2 separate regions of the Sus scrofa genome follow, and region 2 is linked to region 1. Evidence: chromatin contacts called from public Hi-C data. All regions are on one chromosome and are shown on one strand. Each heading gives the region's core, a stretch centred on a gene start, on an enhancer-like site or on the middle of the called end of the contact. The rest is flanking DNA. Distances are from core to core; before and after follow the strand shown. Region 1 holds the start of RIPPLY1 (protein ripply1). Region 2 overlaps MORC4 (MORC family CW-type zinc finger protein 4).

Region 1 (7,114 bases), core at 3,221-5,720:
GCTCTCTAGGGGGCCTCTGTGTCCCCTTTCCAAGAGGTCTTTGATGGTTAATTAAACTGATTGCACAAGTTGACAAAGACGGCCTGGTCCCATGTTGGGCCCCCTGTGGTACATCCCTGTGAAGAATGATCTGTCAACTGACCTCGGGTAGACCAATGAATTGGCCTTGAGCTGGTCTCTGACCCTCCGTCCGCGGCTTGACAACATGGGCAGAGTTCACTTAAGAAATCAGTTCAGTTCCAGGAAAAAGGTAAACATCATCTAGTTTATTTTTTCTCCTGATTCATCTCGTGTCAACACAGAGACCCCCAGTAGAAGGAAGGAGGTCCCCATAGCAAGCTGACTCTCTAGATGTGCCCTTCCCTTCCTGCAAGGTCCATCAGGAAGGCACCCCAATTGTGCCTGGATCTGCTGTTGCTCTCATATCCCTGGAGATGAAGCCAGCAGGTGGGCTTTCTCTAGGGAGACAGGACTATACAACCACCTGGAAGGCTGGGGAGTCAAAGAGCCTTGAAGAGCAACCATTCCCCGCTGCACGGGCATGCTCTGTCCGGATCTGCTCCCTGGGGACTTCAGAAAGCAAGTCTTCCTTCCCCTAGAGCTCCTAGGACCCTATCACTGTCAACAAAACAGCAACCCAATGAGATGCCAGAGGCCTGGACTCGTGGGTGAGCCAGGGTGAGCCAATGACTTGAGGCCCCAGCTTTCAATCCAGACAGCTGTGCCTGGAGATCCCTGGCTAATCAGTGCCCTGGTGGCCTTACCAGGCATACTGAACCCCAATCAGACTCTGTCTGGTTCAATTGGGACAGGTCAGGGGCAGGGAGGGAGGAGGAGCTGTGGCCCTGTGTGGTGCTGACCCTGGAACCTTCCCACACCCTTCTGGCCCCTTTTCATCTGCCTCCTGTTTCTCCTCCTCTTCTGCTTCCCCCTCCTCCTCTTCCTCCTCCTCGCTGTCCGAGTCCTCATAGAGGTTGATGGTTGCCTGGACAGGGAAGTTCTGCAGTAAAATCTCCCCATCACTGTACAGGTAGTCAAAGGAGCGGGATTTAGGCCAGAAGAGCCTGTGGACAGAGAAGAAATATGGCCCCAACTTAGCAGGGTTCATATGTGCAGAGGGCTCGGTAGTGCCAAGAAGGAAGCCAGCTCCTAAATCCTTCCGCCTGCAGTAACCGGGTGAGAGGAAAAGGAAGAAAGAGAGCTTTGCGACAGAACCTTCTGGATTGTTACAACTGGGTTCCAGGCAGGAAGGTAATGTCTGGTGTGCTTAAAGCTATGGGAAGCCCCAGCCGCAAGCCTGTATCGGTCCTGACACTGATCCCACCCACCCACCCCCACCTCAGAAGGCCTTCAGCCAAGGATTCTCTAGCTCTCTGTCCTCCAACTCCTACTAAGGCTTTGTTCACTGACCCCTCCCTTGGGGCTCATTCTTAGGGGTCATTGACCATGACTCCAGGGACGGCAACCTTGGCCAAGTCCCTTAACCTCTCTGGGCTGCAGTTTCCTGGTCTGTGAAAAGGTGATCGCAGCGGTGCCTCCCTCCTCCTGCTTCACGGGGCTGTGGCTAATGGAGCTACATCAAGTTCTGAGCCTGGTGCCAGATGCTTACCTGACAGGATGATGGAACTCGGAGTCACCCTTGGTGACCTTGGCACCTGTTGCCTCACCGGCGGCCTGTCCAAAGCAAAAGCTAGCATGTGGCTCAAAGTACATGGCCAGATAACTGGCTCTTTTGTATCAGGGGTTAGGAACCTGCAGGTAAGTTGATCTGGAAGAGACCTTAGATATCTCTGGGGTCCAGCCCCCGCCCCAGCAAGGGGGTCTGTCCTGGTTGTGGTTGAAAAACAAGTGGATAAAGTCCGGGGGGGAGTGCTTTCCTGCCCCCGTTCTAACACCTGTTTGGAGACAGACCTGGGGACAGAGTTCTACTGGAGCAGCAAAGATGAGGTGGGGGCAGAGCACTGGGGCTGGATGCTGGGAGACTGGAATTCTAGCACCAGCTCCACAGCAGATGCGCTCTGGAGCCTGCCCACATCTCTTTCCTGCTCTGGGAATGGGTCTCTTCATCTTTCAAATCGCCCCAGGAACCTTGACTCTGCTTTCCTCCCTAGAGCTGTTGCAGGAATCGAAACGTGGGCAAGGCTGGGGAGGTGCTTTGCCGGATCTGCAGCCCTGCAAAGAGGTCAGAGGGCTCTCTGGAAGGGAGCTGCTCAGCATGAAGGCACGTGGCCATGGGCACATGCGACCGCGTGGAACAGGGGTTCAAACTCACCAGATCCGCAGGTTTCCTCACCTGCCTCCGGGGGTCACTTGCAGAGGACAGCCAGGGCCTCCACAGACAAGCTCCTCTAGGACAAGGAGGAGAAGTCAGTTGGTGGAGGAAGAAGAGACTGGATTGGGGATTGTGGGCCCCCTGAGATACATAGGAGGCCTGCCAAAAACTTGGCTCAGATTCCGCCTCCTCCAGGAAGACTTTCTTAAGGACCCTGAGTCCAGGACAATGTTATCTCACTGAGGATGATTGATTTACTTGTCTTAGAGCTTCTTTTTTTTTTTTTTTTTTTTTTTGTCTTTTTCTAGGGTGCGGCCCTGTCTGCAACCTACACCACAGCTCACGGCAATGCCAGATCCTTTACCCACTGAGAGAGGCCAGGGATTGAACCCGCCACCTCATGGTTCCTAGTTGGATTCATTAACCACTGAGCCGTGATGGGAACTCCCCTTAGAGCTTCTTAAGGGCAGATTTCTGTCCTGCTGTATCTGAATCCCCAACACCTACTAGCCTAAGGCCCAGTACACAGCAGGTGCTTCCCTCAATGCTTGGTGAAGGTTAAATGGTTAGAGGGATGAATGAGGGTTGGGCGGAAAAAATATCTTGCCCCCTACCTCCCCCTCCAGGCAGGAGAGCTCACAGTTCCACCATCTTCCTGGGCTGGGGAAAGGGGCCAAAAAAAAAATGTCTGGGTCCACCACCTCCCCACGAGACTTTAGAAGGTAGGAAAAAGAAAAAGGCAGTGAAAATCTTGTGATGTGGTCAAGAAAGAGACTGTCCCTCCATCACAGGCTTCTTGGGACTTTGGACCATGTTCCCCGTTCTACAGCCTAGGTCATGTTCGACCCAGGTTTCATGACAGTTCAGCTTTCGGCTTTGGCAGTGCCCCCGTCCCCGAGTCCCCTCCTGCCAGCCAGAGCGACTTGTGAGGTGACAAGCCATTTGAGATATTGCAGCCCGAGATGTGGAGCCCTCTGGGGGCTGTGAGGCTTTCGCCTTTTGCCTTTGCAGAGAACAAGGCACATCTAATGTCCCTTCCTCTCCCAGGAACCACACTAAGTCTGAGTTCAAGTTGCCCAAGGCCAAGTTCCACTTACCGTTTGCTTCCATCTATTTCTTGTCCAGAGGAGAGAAGGGACAATGGGCTTCCTGGGCCAGGGAGTGCCGGGGGGCTCTGCACTAGGGCTGGAGCTGGGGCCAGGGTCAGGGCTGGGGTGGGGGCGGCTGCAGCCTGAGTGGCAGAGTCCATCCTCTGGCTGTCACAGCCAGGCAGGCTGTGGGGGCTCCTATTTCTCAGAACCTCCTGAACTCCTTTGGCCTTTTCTGCAAGACCCTTTTATAAGGCCAGCGTGGACTCATAAATTATTCAGGGACCTGCAGGGATGGAATAGCTGGGACGACGACGAAGATTTAGGAAAAAAGGCTCACGCCGGGGAGAGCGGTGTTCCTGGGTGTGAAATCTCTCCCAGTTGAATAAACAGAGAGTCAGAGCGGGGTGAAGGGTTTTCTTTACCTCCAAGTCAGAAAGAAAAACACAAAAGGGGCAAATCGCACACCATTTGTGCGAATTCCCCAGGCTGCAGCAAGGCCTTTGAGGGGAGGGGGGGGAGGGCTCAGGCAGAGGAGGCTGGGGGGGGACGGGCCTTTAGCAGAGCCAGTTCCCAGCGACAAGAGACAGCTGAGCCGGCTCCTAAGGCAAGTGAGAGACTCACGTGTGATTTCAGCTCACACTCCAAATAGATTTCCCTGGTGGACCTGATATAGCGTCCTGCCCTTAAACTTATCACCCAAGGCCGGGGGGGGGTGGGATTCTGGGGGCGGGGAGCAGGCGCAGGCGCGGATGCCTGTCGGTGGGGATGAACCTTAAGTCTTCTTTCCACGCCTTCGCCTTTACTGGTTTGTTTGCAAAAGTGCCGGAATCCCCTGTCCAGCCTCAGCAGGAAGTGGTCCGGGAAAGGAGCGCAGGCAGCATTTTTCTAGGGTTTCCAGGTCAGATTCCAGATCTCAGAGCTCAGCTTCCAGTCGGGGAGCCAGGGTGCTGGGGGAAAGCAGAGCCCTGCCCAGCTGCGCAGCTGCCGAAGGGCCATCTCTGGCCCTGGGGCCTCGGGTCCCTCACGTGTGAGAGGAGGATGTGACCCCAGTGGTCCCCAAGGGCACCATCAGCCTGGACACTCTGTGACGTGGGCTGGGTAAATGGGTACTGACCTGGGGGCAAGCCCAGCGGCTCAGCCACAGTCCTTGACCTCAGCCAGTCTTCTGGGCCTTTGCCAGAAAGCTTCCAGTTACAGCTACTGGCAGGTTCCTTATGCTTTAGAGGTCCCGAAAATATGCCTCCTGACCTCAGTTGTCCAGCACCGGCGCAGATTTATTTAGCTCCTCAGATGCATCACAGGCAGATGTGTCATCGTCAAAAATTAGAAACCCCCTCAATGTCCAATAATAGGAAACCAGTTCTATTAATTAGGGTAAGTCCTTGCAACTGAGTACTAAGCAGGCACTCGCCATCATGTTCTGGGAAGTATGTTATCAACACAAAAGTAAAAATTAAAAAAAATTCAGATGCTAAAATAATATGAATAGGACTTTCCATTGTAGCTCAGCAGGTTCAGAACCTGACTAGGATCCATGAGGATGCGGGTTCGAGCCCTGGCCTCGCTCGATGGGTGAAGGATCTGGCATTGCTGTGAGCTGTGGTGTAGGTTGCAGATGTGGCTTGGATCCCACATTGCTGTGGCTGTGGTGTAGGCCGGCAGCTCTAGCTCTGATTCGACCCTTCGCCTGGGAACTTCCATATGCTGAGGGTGTGGCCCTAAAAAGCAAAAATAAATAAATACATACATACATAAATAAAATAGCATGAATAATTTGATTAAAGAGCTCTTTTTTTTCTCTGTTCGCCTACCCCCTCCCTCCCTCCAGCCTACTTCAAATTCCAGCCCCACTGTGTTTTTCTGTAGTAAGGAAAATTGGAAACCAGCCAAATGTCTCACTTTAGAAAGCCGGTTAAAGCAATCATTGAACAGTTATACAATTTCATATTCAAATTGGCTGGGTAAAACATTGGGGGAAAGTTAATATATTGAAAAGTGAAAAAAAAAGAAGCCTGTGCAATATAACTTAGAGTTACACAGTGTGCAGGGGCGGGATTGGGGGGAAGACTGGTTAGAAGAAAGGAGTGTGTGGAGTTCCCGTCGTGGCTCAGCAGTTAATGAACCCGACTAGGATCCATGAGATGCAGGTTCGATCCCTGGCCTCGCTCAGTGGGTTAAGGATCCGGCGTTGCCGTGAGCTGTGGTGTAAGTCACAGATGCGGCTCGGATCTGGCATTGCTGTGGCTCTGGTGTAGGCCGGCAGCTGTAGCTCCGATTCGACCCCTAGACTGGGAACTTCCATATGCTGCAAGTGTGGCCCTAAAAAAGCAAAAAAAAAAAAAAAAAAAAAAGAAGAAGAAAGGAGTGTGTTATAGTGGTCGGTTCTGGGAGTAAGATTATGGTAGGTTTTTACTTCCTTCTTCAGGCTTTTCTGAATTTTTCTACCAAGTTCCACAAGCCCTGATATTATGTGAGTAACAAACAAAGAGTTGTGACTCATTAAAAAATAAAAAGAAAGAAAGGTTTATCCACAGAGGAGACAAAACTCTTCGGGAAATGACAGCCATTTTCAAATATCTGAGGATTAGCTGCAATGAGATTATACACTTGTTCTCTGTAACTTCAAAGGGCAGGGCTGAAGCCCAGGGTAGAATCTACAGGGAGACACGTTTTGGCTCGATCAAAGGAAAACTTTGCCACAGCCCAGCCACCACCTAACCCAAAGGCCTGGCACTATACCGGCTCTCAATAAACAGAGGTTTATTATATGTGGTGAAATGAGTGGAGCCTTGGACTGGACTAAGCTCTCTGTCCCTGAATTGTGTAAGTGCAGCCTGGATCCTGGAAAGGAAAGTCTGGGGTGGGGGGTGGGGGGAAAGTGTGTGGGGGGGGTGGGATGGGGGAGGAGGCCTGCCAGGGAGCTCAAATTTCTATCCATCTCTGAGGCTTCTTGCTGAATTTACCTGCAGAAGTTGAGAGTGTGCTTGTCCTGTGTCACTGGCTCAAATGAGGGGTAAGGCTGAGAGGGAACCAGGTGGAAGAGACTGGGCTGGAAGGTGGCATGTGATGGACGAAGAAGCAGACTTCTTGTCATACCCTGGGAACTTTTTGATCTCTGGTTGGCCACGAATTCAGAACATAGGCAGAAGCGGGGAGAGCAGGGAGAAGAGGTAGATATTCCTCCAGAGCCCAGAGCTCATGCTCGGTCAACCTCGAACCTGTGTTCACTCAGCCACAGTTTTTCACAATCCAGGCTGTCCAGCCCGTTCCCTCCCGGAACAGCAGGCCTTGAGGTTCCTCTCACACCAGCTCCCAGCTTCCTCTCTGGGAGCCCAGGCCTGTCTCCATGGATCTTTCTTCTCCCCTACCTAACTGCTCTGTCTTACTACCTCCTAAGAATTGCCTCGGCCTCATTCAGCTTGTAGGAGATGAAGCCACGGGCCCCTCAGTTGGGCCTTTCCCATGGGCCTCTCCTAGCCTGAAGGATTTAAAGCCTGCCAGGTTTGCTCGGCAAAAGTGAGCACCTGGCTGTTCTCCTGTCAGCGCAGAACAGGAATGAGGTGGCAGCAAAGGTCTGGAAGAACCAAAATGAAGGACTTCCTGTCAGGGCTCTAACGGTCCTACCTCTGTTTCCCCTAACAGCCCTAGAGTGCTTCTGGGTTGTGTCAGTGACTTCCTTGCCAGAGCATTCTGTGAGGGCTGGGGGGCCTCTCTGGGCCAGACACTGCTGGGCACTGCCAGGCAAGGAAAT
Region 2 (7,114 bases), core at 1,869-4,368, 65 kb after region 1:
GCTCCTTCATCTTTGATTTCATCACTGCCTCAGAACACTGCTTTCATACAGTAAGCACTTAAATATACATAGAATGAGTGAACATATTTCTTTCCAGCATATTCCTGAAATATGCTGTCTTCCCGTAAAAGATGAACGTACTCTTTATTGGCGGTCTTCCCCTCCCCTTGCTAGAATTGTGAGACTCAGAAAGCTATTTCCAATGACATCTTTGGAACCCCTTCTAGGTCTTATAACCTACTCTACTAGACATTTTTATTTTTTAATTTTTTTAAGTTTTACTTTTTTTTTTGTCTTTTTGAAGGCCGCACCCACAGCATATGGAGGTTCCCAGGCTAGGGGTCTAATCGGAGCTGTAGCCGCCGGCCTACACCACAGCCATAGCAATGCAGGATCCGAGCTATGTCTGTGACCTACACCACAGCTCATGGCAATGCCAGATCCTTAACCCACTGAGCGAGGCCAGGGATCAAACCCACAACCTCATGGTTCCTAGTCAGATTTGTTTCCACTGTGTCACGACGGGAATGCCCACTAGACATTTTTAAAACACTCTTGGATAGTGTAGGCTTTATTTTTACCTAGAGTTAAAGAGCTGTACTACATAACCCAAGGACCCTTATCAGCTTCAGGTTCTGATAACGAAGGAGACCTTTGTAAATCCTGACTAGACCTATTAATTCCTTAACATGGTATTATCAGAAAACCTTGTATATTTTATTAAAACTCTTGAGCACCTAAATTTTCCTCTATAAGAAGGTAGACTATTTCCAATCAATCTGAATTTCCCTATAAATAAAGCTGGAAATGACATAATCATTTACTGACCTCACATAGAACATATGACATTAGTAGCATCAATCATCATACACCTCTTGAAAGAATATTATTCTCAAATTAAAATTACACATAGTCAAAGTACTTTACCTGTCCTCTAAAGGCAAAACCCAACTCTGAATATGGCACTTCCATAAAGACTCATACAGAAATCCTAATAAAGACTGATGAAGTATGCCACCCAATGGATGTACTGACATACTGCAGTCATAAAATACACACACAGGTTAGCATCTGTAATCTCCCTCAAGTTACTGGACAGTACAAAAAAGAAAACACTGAAGGGAAAGGACAACCTTCGATAGCAATACACCTTGATACTCCAGTGGCAATTCTGATACACGATCACATCAAGGAGGTCAAGGTAGACAGGTAATAATGTGCTTCAAAAAAAAAAAAACAGTGCGAGGGAGTGGGATGAACAGGGAGTTTGGGGTTGGTAGGTGCCAACTATTCCATTTAGAATGGATAAGCAATGAAGTCCTACTGAACAGCACAGGGAACTATAGTCATTCTCCTGGGATAGACCATAATGGAAGATAGTATGAGAAAAAATGTGTGTATATACACACACACACACACATATATATATATCCCAGTCACTATGCTGTACAGCAGAAATTAGCACAACAGTGTAAATCAGCTATACTTTAATTTAAAAAATTGAAAAAAAACCACAGCGCTTTACTGTATACCCCTCCCAACCTACAATGGGAGTTGGAAAACTATGGATGGAAACAGTAGAATTAGACTCAAACCCCTGAGACCAACTAGGCTAAATCTTCCTCCCTTGCTACACAGTTCTATCTTAGAAAGAGTTCCTTCAATATAACTCAGATTCAACCATTAGTTACTGAGTACATACTCTCTTTCAAGGCTCTATTCTTGATGCTTTCATACAGATTCTCATTTAATTTCCTTTAGAGTTTTATTAGGTTTGCTCCTAATAGCTTACTTCTCTTGAGACTTTGTGTTCATGCTCAGGGGTATATGGGGATCTTTCAATATCTACAGGGCTTAACTGTGGAAGAATCACTGAATAGGACACTTGCACACATAAACAGATGCTTGCCTACGTGAGAAGCTAAAAAGACCCACCTAAGAAGCAAGAAAGAGGGAAAGGAATCAGTAACATTGGTGGAGGTAGGGACAGGAGTCAGTTTTGCCGTATTATATATTTCTTTGCTTTTTCCTTATAGTATGTTAAGAAGATATCCAAACTGAAGAGGGTTAATGAGAAGTTCACAACCCCCATATAACAGTCACATTCCTGAAGACTGTAGAAGTTTCTACTATTACAGAGCAAGTCTGTACCTTCCCTATGGCCTGGACCTGCCAGAAGTGAGAAGAATAGTGACTTGCTTTCTCTTCTCTACTATGCTTCTCACTTCTGGCAGGTCCAGGAATACATAATAGGGCAAAAATGACTCCTGTCCCTACTTCCGCCAATGTTACTGATTCATGGGAGCACAGGGACAGTCATACCTTTTAGGGCTCCAAATATTCCTGATATTTAAGATAATTCCTATTGTAAAGACTAACAACATAATATTAATGAGGCACCCGAAGACAGACAAAACAAATCCCAAGACTAAAAATTATACTAAAAATTGACCCTAGATAAAGGTGAACCAGGGTTCAAATAAACTAGAAGGAACTAGAAGGCCTGCCTAATGGCAAACTTCTAATACTTATTTTTATATATGGCTAACATGTTCTAGGTCAATGGGACCCTGCGGGATTTCAATATTCCTAAACTTCAGGTAAAAACAATGTTTATCTCTGTAACATTACCTTACATTTGTATAGTACCTTATGCTTTTCAAAGACTTTTTCATGCCCATTATTTCACTCATACAATTCCCAGCATAATGTCAATATATAATCCATAAAAGAGAATTTGTCAAACGATCACCTCAAAAGAGCAAAAAAAAAAAAAAAAGATAGAAAAATAGACTTGACAGAACAGTTAAGAGTGCCGAAAAATGGGTCGTATACATAACACACAAGTCTATTAACCCCAAATGGTATTTCTCCTTCTGAATTCTATGCCAGACCTTAGGAAAAACATAAATATGATAACCATACCAATTTATTCTACACGAAAATGAACCTTGAAGCTTATTTTGAAGAGATACTGTGGTGTTTTTTTTTTAACCCACCTGGAAAACTGAAAAACACTGGAATCCAGAGGCTTAAGTTGAAGAGAAGGTGTTCTGCTTTCTTCTCCAACAGATGAAAGCTGGCTAGGGCTATCAATTCCCTCATATCCAGCTGTCTTATTATTCAGGTCCTCCATATCTTGAATAGAAGGGATCTTCACTGGATTAGTGAATACCTAGCAAAGAAAGAAAACAATTCATAAAAATCCCAATTTCAAACTAAATACCAAAGGATGAGTCAATCCTTCTGATGCTAGGAAAGAACACTCGGCCAAAAAAAAAAAAAAAGAAAAAAAAAAAAAAGAAACTGTTTCCCACACAAAACAAACAGCGAAACAGCGCACAGTAATGTACACTAGAACACTGACCCCAGGCACGTTCAGTTATAGCCTTATCAGCTGGACACCAGCAGACCTCCCCAACTCACTTATTGGCTCCTAGAATCATCCCACCCACAACACAAACCCAGGCCCCCTAATCGCTGTCTAATTCTCTCCTGTGACCCAGTTTAAGGCTAGGTTTTCACTCCTCCGAGATCTGTGATGAGGGCAGGGATGGAGGGAATAAGCATTGCAGCAAGTGTCTGTGCTGGTCTTGGAGAAATGCATGCGAGAGACTAACATATATTCATATTGCACACACACAGAGACATGCATCTGGGATCTCGTGGGAGAGCCAGCTTATGAAGACAGCATGAACGATGAAGGTGAAGGAGTTTATAAAGGGGAGGTAAACTGAATGAGGACAGGGCAGTCCCAGGAAATCTCCCAATCTCTACATCAGACTATTAAGACATTAGTGTATGAAACGTGTTTATTAATACACCTGGGTCTTGGTAGCGTGTCAGAAGAAGAATTAGTATTTAATTGCCTCTATCCTCACCAGTCTCACCTACCCTGACTGAGTGGGTGGAAGGTGAATCTAACATGCTACTAGCAGATATCTCTGGGAAAGAGGGTCAAGAGGAGTATCATGCAGAAAGGCAAGGTTGGGTGGGGAAGATATATGGGTGCTATGGTGGCTGTCAGGAAAGGAGTGTCCCTGAAAGGACGGCCAACCTTATTGCACCCTTCAGCGTCCGGAGCTGGGCAACCATGTCCGAGAGACAGTGCTCCTGAAAATTCAAAACAGCAGAGTCTTTATAAAGCCAGCCAGCCTGAAAGCAGGGAAGGGGGAGGGGCACAAAGAACCACCCCTTCTTCCCAAGAGGAAGGAGAAAGGAATCACCCCTGAATCCTGGAAGAAAGGAGACTGAGGAAAACCAGACACTCAACGGGAGCAGCCTGTGTGAGGACGGACCAGAACCCTGAATATTCCGTGACACCCAATGTGACATTCACACTTTCCAGAATCAATACTAAATCCAAATATGGGCAATATATGATTCGGCTCTTCTATTTTTGGGGATCTGAACATCAGTAATGGCAGATCAAAGTGCAATCAAAAGATGCAATGAAAAAAAAGACCACCAGAAAAAATGGTTTGTTATTTCTATGCAGCTTTCAAGAGTGCTGCTCCCTTCAACCCATGTCCTCTGTTGGGGAAAATTTTGTGTGAGAAAAGGAAGCACGTGGACTGTCTCTCACCTGGTGGCTCTCATTTTCCAATGGTACCTTCTTCTTCTCAATAGTTTGATCTCTAGGAGAAGACAAAAGTGCTATTTAGGTCACTCGTAAAATTTCTCAGTTTGAAACGGATCACCAATTGCAGATTTAGGTTATAATGTTCCTTCTAAACCAGAAATAGTATGAATCTCATTGAGTAACTAAGGGTTCCTTCCTGAACTCTACCACTGAAGAGGGATTTCAAATGCCCTATCAAAAGAAGTGGAGAGGGGCGTACCCCTTGTGGCTCAGTAGTTAATGAATCTGACTAGGAACCATGAGGTTGCGGGTTCGATCCCTGGCCTTGCTCGGTGGGTTAAGGATCCAGCGTTGCCGAGAGTTGTGGTGTAGGTTGCAGACGTGGCTCAGATCCTGTGTTGCTGTGGCTGTGGTGTAGGCTGGTGGCTACAACTCCAATTAGACCCCTGGCCCAGGAACTTCCATATGCCGTGGGTGCGGCCCTAGAAAAGCCAAAAAAGAAGAAGAAGAAGAAGAAGTGGAGGGGAAGAGGGAGGCAGTCTAAAAGCAATCACTAGTTGAGACATTTGGGAAATGCTTAGGAAGAATAAAGAATTGGAAGATCAGAAAAGTAAGTAGATACATCATTAAAAACAAGCCCCCCCCCCAAAAGTCTCTCTTCTCAAAATTCCCCTGTGCTATTAGGATCAGGCTCCTCTGCTCTTTGATATAGAACACCACTTTGGGTATACTCAACTGTTTCTTAGCTTTGCTCAAGTAGAGGTCTTCATCAATGAGTTCTTGTTCCTCTGGAACAGAGCACCTCCTGCAGCACAGAGAAGAAAAATCGTCTTTCAGAAACAAAACGTGCCCTTCGCTTTTACCCTTCACTTTCCTCACAACTATGACAAGGCAGGTTAACCATCCTCTAGCATTACAGAGATCAGATGCCACCCACATTGCCAAACCTGTGTGCAGGTTAACATGTAGCAATTCTTTTCCCAAGGCATATCGTGCCATTATTTTGGGTGCATATGTCACTCTTCTCCCAAGACATCCAAAGAACTTGACAGCTACCAAATTTATATCTCTATTTTTACACAGTGACGTTCAAGCACAAGAGAGACTTCCTTGGGAGTTCCTGTTATGGCGCAGTGGGTTAAGAACCTAACTGGTATCCAGGAGGATACAGGTTCCATCCCTGGCCTTGCTCAGTGGGTTAAGGATCAGGTGTTGCCTTGAGCTGCAGTGTAGGTCACAGATGTGGCTTGGATCCTGTGTTGCTGTGGCTGTGGTGCAGGCTGGCAGCTGCAGCTCTGATTCGACCTCCAGCCTGGGAACTTCCATATGCAGCAGGTACAGCCCTGAAATGAAAAATTAAAAAAAAAAAGAGAGAGAGAGAGAGTCTTGCTGAGGTTCCATACAAAGAGAATATTGCTGAGACTAGAATCTAGGTCTTTTGTGTCTTGTTTACTAGAATCTAGGTCTTTCGTGTCTTGTTTAGTAAGAAAGTACTCCCAAGGTGCAGTCTAGAAGCAGGAGAATCCCTAAACTCTGTGATGACATCTGAAGAAGAAAATCAGAGGCTATGACAGAGAGCAGCAAGAAGAGACTAGGAGCTGACGTTGTAAAAGGAACAGAGACTAGCGAAGAGGAGAAAAAGAAGATTCCATGCATGAAAAGACATTTGCAATATGTCAGGCATGAAGAAGAGACTTTTAGAAGAAAAAGCTGAAAAGAGTACTAGAAAATGTATTCAATGGACACAAGCAATCCTAGAAACAAATAAATAAAAATTAAGAATTGGAAACCCTATATTATACTCGTTTTATTAGGGGTCAAAGTATTTTGGACTAAGTATAAACTGATAGGATATACAGGATTCAAAAATGAGACTTCTAAGCACTCAGTCCCACATTTTAATCACACAAACCCCAAGAGGTATTTAGGCACATCTGGAGACTGTGGGGGAATCTTTGCTCATTACACACCTGGACTGCATTTATTTTAATTTCCTCCATTTTAAACCATTTTTTCTAAAAAGAATACCTTGGTTTACTACCCTTTTTCTATCAGCATTTATCCTGAAGAAAAAAATTAAGAAAGTCACAGCGGAATTGAAGCAAACTGAATTATTATTATGAATGTATATGATTGAGTCGAATAAAAAATATTTGTTACATTGAACTGAATGCCTATGGATATGCCAGGCACTATGTAGATGTCAGTTGCTTCAGGAAACATATGCTATATTAGAAAGACAAATGTAAGCAATCTGCATCGAATGTACAATAGGTACTATAACAGACTCAGGTATAGGAAGCATATGAAGGAAATCTACTCCATCTGAAAGGTAAATCCCTTATTCTCAAATAGTTTACAATTTCCTTCTTTTTTTTTTTTGGCTTTTTAGGGCTGCACCCACAGCATATGGAAGTCTCCCGGCTAGGGGTTAAATCGGAGCTACAGCTGCCAGCCTGCGCCACAGCCGCAGCCACGCCAGATCCAAGCCGCATCTGTGACCTACACCGCAGCTCACGGCAATGCTGGATC

Evidence for each region. A called contact is a pair of places that touch in the nucleus more often than the background predicts.
Region 2: a contact with region 1 is called in a Hi-C map of fetal liver, with 2.5 times the contacts expected there. The contact joins the enhancer-like site here to the promoter of RIPPLY1 in region 1. A contact is called at or near these places in 1 of 5 promoter capture datasets (liver), 16 of 47 Hi-C or Micro-C datasets (alveolar macrophages, brain, embryonic fibroblasts and 6 more) and 1 of 2 datasets of contacts at active chromatin or transcription factors (skeletal muscle).

The regions. Positions count from the first base shown.
Region 1 is chrX:87,315,110-87,322,223 of Sscrofa11.1, forward strand. It overlaps RIPPLY1 (protein ripply1), which reads right to left and starts at 4,471. Exons shown (of 4, transcript XM_013986325.2): 1 at 3,370-4,471; 2 at 2,294-2,348; 3 at 1,610-1,674; 4 at 246-1,064. The coding sequence starts at 3,521. The coding sequence ends at 800.
Region 2 is chrX:87,381,428-87,388,541 of Sscrofa11.1, forward strand. It overlaps MORC4 (MORC family CW-type zinc finger protein 4), which reads right to left. Exons shown (of 15, transcript XM_021079789.1): 10 at 5,319-5,387; 11 at 4,586-4,637; 12 at 3,000-3,175. Among named protein-coding and RNA genes, the nearest start is that of CLDN2, 32 kb to the left of the region's middle. Within about 2 kb of position 3,119, at least 1 of the 83 cell types and tissues checked has an H3K27ac peak or open chromatin away from gene starts, as enhancers often do. A contact at or near this core is called in fetal liver, where this site is marked.